Regions from separate parts of the Pan troglodytes genome. Here region 1 is linked to region 2. A link is a contact called in public HiChIP or PLAC-seq data. All regions are on one chromosome and are shown on one strand. The core of a region is the stretch at or near the end of the contact, and the rest is flanking DNA. Distances in the headings are between cores, read along the strand shown. Region 1 holds the start of KLK4 (kallikrein related peptidase 4). Region 2 holds the start of SHANK1 (SH3 and multiple ankyrin repeat domains 1).

Region 1 (2,700 bases), core at 68-2,567, 190 kb before region 2:
GTGGTAGGCACTCAGCTGCTTTTCACTGAGCGAAGACTTTTTAGTTCTCCCGCTCACAGAGAGCCTACGATGTGCCTGGCACTGTGTGCCTTTCCCTGAATTACCTCTTTGAATCCACTTGGGAAATGGGGCATAATGGTCACTCCAGTTTTACAGTTGGAAAAACAGGCTCACAGGGGTGCAGTCACTTGCCCAAGGTTCCAAAAATAGTTCGTGATGTAGGCTGGATACGAACCTGGGGAAATTTGCTGGAGAAGCACAGAAAGAGAGGGATGAAGGAGGAGGGGAGAGAGAGAGAGAGATTTAATTTAAAAAGAGAAAGAACATGAGAGAGAACAGGAGAGAATGAGAGGAAATGAAAGAAAACACAAGAAAAATAATGAGAGAGAATGAGAGAAAGAAAGAAGAAGAGAAAGAGAAAATGAGAGATACAGGCAAGAGAGAGGTATCTCATGAGAGAGAATAAGAACATGAAAAGAGAAAGAATGAGAGAGAGAGAGAGAGAGAAAGGAGAGTGTAGTCTAGGATCTGGGCAGGGGTCTCCTCCCTGGGTCCCTAGACCCTGCTGCCAGCCCCTTCTGGGCCCCCAACCACTGCCTGGTCAGAGTTGAGGCAGCCTGAGAGAGTTGAGCTGGAAGTTTGCAGCACCTGACCCCTGGAACACATCCCCTGGGGGCAGGCCAGCCCAGGCTGAGGATGCTTATAAGCCCCAAAGAGGCCCCTGCGGGAGGCAGCAGGCTGGAGCTCAGCCCAGCAGTGGAATCCAGGAGCCCAGAGGTGGCCCGGTAAGAGGCCTGGTGGTCCCCCACTAAAAGCCTGCAGTGTTCATGATCCAACTCTCCCTACAGCTCCATTCGCTGGATTCTCAGCCTCTGTGCCTTCTGTCTCCACATCTCTCTAGACAGATCTCTCACTGTCTCTAGTTAGGAGTCACTGTCTCTAGTTAGGGGTCTCTCTGTCTCTCTGAATCTATATCTCCATGTCTAACTCTCAGACTGTCTCTGAGGATATCTCTCAAGCACTCTGTCTCTCCGGCTCTGATTCTCTGTGTGTCTGCCCTCCATGCTTATTTGTGGGTGGCTAGACACCATCTCTCGCCATTCACAGATGGCTAGATGCTTTCTCTAAACTTTCCTTTCTACCTAGTTCTCTCTCTCTCTCTTTTCCCATCTCTCTCTCTCTTTTTCTCTCTCAGTCTCTAAATCTGTCTCTCTAGGTTCTGGGTCCATGGATGGGAGAGGGGGTAGATGGTCTAGGCTCTTGCCTACCTAATAACGTCCCAGAGGGAAGAAAGGGAGGGACAAAGAGAGGGATGGAGAGACTTGGGCTGAAGATCCCCAGACACGGCTAAGTCTCAGTCCTCATCCCCAGGTGCTGACGTGATGGCCACAGCAGGAAATCCCTGGGGCTGGTTCCTGGGGTACCTCATCCTTGGTGTCGCAGGTATCTGAGTATGCGTGTGTGTGTCTGTCCGTGCTCGGGGGCACAGTGTTTGTTAATGTTCAGGTGTGACTCAGTGTCCTCTTGCTTGTGACTGCAAAGCTGCCTGTGAGACGGTACCGTGTTATCCGTCCCCCATGGCTGTGCCCTTGCAACTCCTTGTATCGTGGTGAATTTGTGTGTGGCAGTGTGCCTGGGTGTGTGGTTGTACCTGTGAGACTCTGACAGTTTGTGCCTCTGAATATCTGGTGGAGTGACAACAGTGTAATGATGATATGGGGACAGGGGAAGCCGAGGGTGCAGGAGATTGTGCTTCCTGGGGAGTGATCCATTGCTGGGAATCTGCGCCTGCTTCCTGGGTCTTCAGTCCTGAGATCCCCCTCTCCCACCCCCAAGGAACTCACCTCACAGGACTATAAAATGGTGTTTTGGTGTGCATGGGCTCGTGGCTGGGTGTGACTGTGGGCAAGGCTGGGAGAGGATAGGAGTGACTCGGCGCAGGACCGACTTTGAGCATCGGTCTGCGCAGACAAGTGACCCGATCCTTGCTCCCAGCAACAACTCCACCCCCTGAGCTTTAATTCACCCCAAAGGACCCGATCCTACCGCTGTGAGCCTAGACTCCTCTGTTGAACCCCTCCTGACCGTGGCTTTGCACCGCGATGGCACCAGTCTCACCTCCAGAGCTCACCCCAGAGCCCTGACTCCGCCCCAGGAGCCCTGGTCCCACCTTCTGAGACTGCCTCTAGCCATAACCCAGCTCTTGAAGCCTTGATGGCGCCCCTGCGCTGTAACCCCAACCCTAGGAGCACTGATCCCGCCTTCTCAGCCCACCCCCATGCCCTGACTCTCCTCCCAGGAGCCCTGACTACCCTGAATCCCTGACCAGGCTCCTGCACCGTGATCACCGCCCCTGGGAGCCCTAGGCCTATATACTGGACCAGCCCCTGAAGCTCCGATCATGCCCCCTGCACCATAACCCCACCCCCAGGAGCCCTGGGTCCGCCCCCTGGGCCCGCCCCCAGCCCTGACTCGGCCCCCGAAGAGTCCTGACTGCTCCTGAAGCCCTGACCACGCCCCTGCTCGGTAACCCCTCCCCCAAGAGCCCTGGGCCCGCCTCCTGAGCCCGTTCCCAGCCCTGACTCCGCCCCGAGGAGCCCTGACTGCTCCTGAACCTCTGACCACGCCCCTGCTCGGTAAGCCCACCCCCCAGGAACCCTGGGCCCGCCTCCTGGTCCCGATCCCATCCCTGACTCCGCC
Region 2 (2,700 bases), core at 25-2,524:
AGCTGGGAGAATGAGGAAGCCTGGGCTAAGGGGACACTCATCACTCACTGCTGCCCTGTGGGATCTGCTCTGTCCCTGTGGGTGCGTCCCAGGCATGAATGAGCTGTCTGCCTGCAGCTGGCTGCATATGCGTGCCTACACAGACATGTGCAAACTCTGAGGAGACGGTTGGGTGTGTCTGTGTGTGACGAATAAGGATATGCAACTATGAGGGGATATGCCCAGTAGTGAACAACAGTGGTCAAGTGAGGACTTTGGAGCCAGCCTACCTGTTCCTGATCCTTGTTACCACCTCCTTACAGCTGGATGACCTTGGGCAAGTTACTTAGCCTCTCTGTTCCTTGGTTTCCCCCTCTGGAAAATGGGGATGGTGAAAGTCCCTGCGCCTGGCACACAGAAAGTGCTCCAGGAATGTCAGCAGTAACTATCCTGGAGGGGAAGGATGGCACGGTGTTGGGCATGTAAATGGGTGAGTGCGAGCCAGTGCAATGGACAGCACGGTGGGTGGGTGTGATGGGAAGGCGTGCACACGTCTCTACAGTGCTGTAACTCCGTTTTGGTGTTGAGAGATCTGGGCATGCATACCGGGGTGAACGCCTGTGTGCGTGTGTGCGCGCGCACGTGCGTGTGTGGTGGGCAAATGTGTGCATGTGCTGCGTGTGTGCCCGGGCACAGGGGTGTGACAACTGCATGTAGCTGGGTGTGTTTGTAGCTGTGTACCCCAGGTGCATTGTGTCTGGGCATGCATGCGCTGGAGAGGGTGTGTATGTGGGGACTCTGCAGGTGCCGTTACAGCTGGTGACTATGCACCTGTGCCTTGGGGAAATGTGGCCTGGCCCAGGTATGTCCACGTGTGCCCTGACCCAGTGCTTAAATGGAAAGGGTGTGTGTGTGTTTGGGGGGACAGGGTGGGAATCTATAGCCTTCACACTTAAATTTGGGGGTGTAGAGTCTGGCAACAAATATTTATTGTGCCCCACTCTGTGTAGGGCGGCGGGGAGCTCTCTGGGAGGGGGTGATCCTGAGGTGTGTGTGGGGGGCACCCTTATGGGGGCAGGACCCCTTCGTCGGGGTATGGGAGCAAGCAGGGGCGGAGTCAGGATTTGGGGACTCGGAGGTGGTGAGGAGTGGTGGGGGAGGGCAAGGGTAGGGGGCGGAGCCGGCGGCGGTGGGGGATGGGCGAGGTTTGGGGGCGCGGGGAGGGGCGATGTCTCCTCCGCCGGCTCCTGGAGGGAGGGGAGAGGGCGGAGGGAGGGGAGGGAGGGAGAGAGGGAGGGAGAGAGACAGGGTGAGGGAGAGACAGCGAGAGCGAGAGAGCGAGAAGGGTGGCAGAGGAGGCGCGGAGCGGGCGGCGGCGGCGGCGGCCCGAGGAAGAGGAGGAGGAAGAGCAGGCGGAGACGCGGCGCCCGGAGCCGGCCGGACCGAGCCGGGGGCGGGCGAGGAGGGGCGCGGCGGCCGCGGCGGAAGGGGGGGCGCTCTGCGGATGGCCAGGCCCGGCCCGCGGGGGGGGTGAGGTCCTCGGCCCTCCCGCCCTCCCCCCCGGTCCCCGCCCGCCCCCTCCCCGGGCCCGCTCGCCCTCCGGGGCGGTGGGGCATGGCCTGAGGGTCCCCCGTCTCCGGGGGGGTGGGGGGTGGGGGGAGGGGGGAGGGGCCGCGGGCGCCGCCGACCGGGACTCAGCAGCCCCGCCAGGCAGGTAAGGGGGTCGAGAACCTGGGGGGTTGGGGCAGCTGCGGGGCCGGGGCCGCGGGAAGGGGCGAGGGCGCCCCGGATGTCCTTGGCCCGGCGCCGGGCTCCTGGCCTGGGTGTGCGGCTGGGGGTACGGGTGAGGTGGGGAGCGTTGCCCTGGGCGACACCAAATTGGGTTACGCCCGGGTCCCCGGTGCCCCGTCCCAGATCGCATCCTTGATGGGAGGGCGCGCCCCCCACCCCCCGCCAGCAGAGCCCCTATCCCGAACCCGCCTCCCGGCTCTCCGGGGCCAAGGGCTCGGTCCTGGTACCCGCCTCCCCGCCCAGCCCGGCCACTCCCCCGCCTCGCCCTCCCTGGCGTACCTGGGCCCCTCCGCCAGGTCACCCTGGTCCCCACTCCCCTCCAGCGAGGGTCTAGGCCCGGGCCTCCTCCGCCCCTTTCGACCCCTCCAGCTCCCGCTTCTCCTTCCAGGCTCCTCCAGTCCCTTTCCACCCCTGCCCAAGCTCCCTGCGTCCCCACCAGGTCTCCAGTCCCTACACCGCCGGCCGGCGCGCCCCCTCGGCTCCCGCCCCCGACTCCTGCTCCCCGGTGCCCCCCGCCCCTCTCCCCGGCCGGGTTCTCCCCCACCAGTTTCCCAGCCTCGGCTCCGGCTCTCTCTCCCCGCCCCTCCCCGCCTCCCTCCGCCTCCATTCATTCTCCCTGGCCCCGCTCTCGGCCACGCCAGCCGCCCCCTGTCCCCCCACAGCCTCCCAGGGCACCCCCTCTCTCGCGTCCTCCACCACCCCCCTCGCCGATTCCTCAGCCCGTCTCGGTACCAGCTGCGTGCCAGCTATTCTTAGCCGCGGAGCGTTTGATTCATGCCGCCCCGGCGGAGCGTGCCCGCTCCCTCCCGCGAGCCCTGAGGGGGAGGGGCCGGAGCCGGCCCGGGGGGGCTGGGGCAGCCGTACGCGCGGGGGGCCCTAGCCAGCTTTTCTTTCATCCCACCGGCCACCCCCTCCGAGCGGGGTTGAGGC

The links. HiChIP or PLAC-seq counts read pairs in DNA pulled down with a chosen protein or histone mark.
Region 1: an H3K4me3 HiChIP or PLAC-seq map of stem cell-derived excitatory neurons shows a contact between it and region 2, with 2.7 times the contacts expected there. The contact joins the promoter of KLK4 here to the promoter of SHANK1 in region 2. A contact is called at or near these places in 1 of 7 Hi-C or Micro-C datasets (induced pluripotent stem cells) and 1 of 1 datasets of contacts at active chromatin or transcription factors (stem cell-derived excitatory neurons).

The regions. Positions count from the first base shown.
Region 1 is chr20:53,798,007-53,800,706 of NHGRI_mPanTro3-v2.0_pri, reverse strand. KLK4 (kallikrein related peptidase 4) reads left to right here and starts at 1,317. Exons shown (of 5, transcript XM_009436135.5): 1 at 1,317-1,443. The coding sequence starts at 1,383.
Region 2 is chr20:53,607,133-53,609,832 of NHGRI_mPanTro3-v2.0_pri, reverse strand. SHANK1 (SH3 and multiple ankyrin repeat domains 1) reads left to right here and starts at 1,274. Exons shown (of 24, transcript XM_024351604.3): 1 at 1,274-1,693. It overlaps CLEC11A (C-type lectin domain containing 11A), which reads right to left and starts at 2,396. Exons shown (of 5, transcript XM_054672655.1): 1 at 2,050-2,396. The coding sequence starts at 2,381.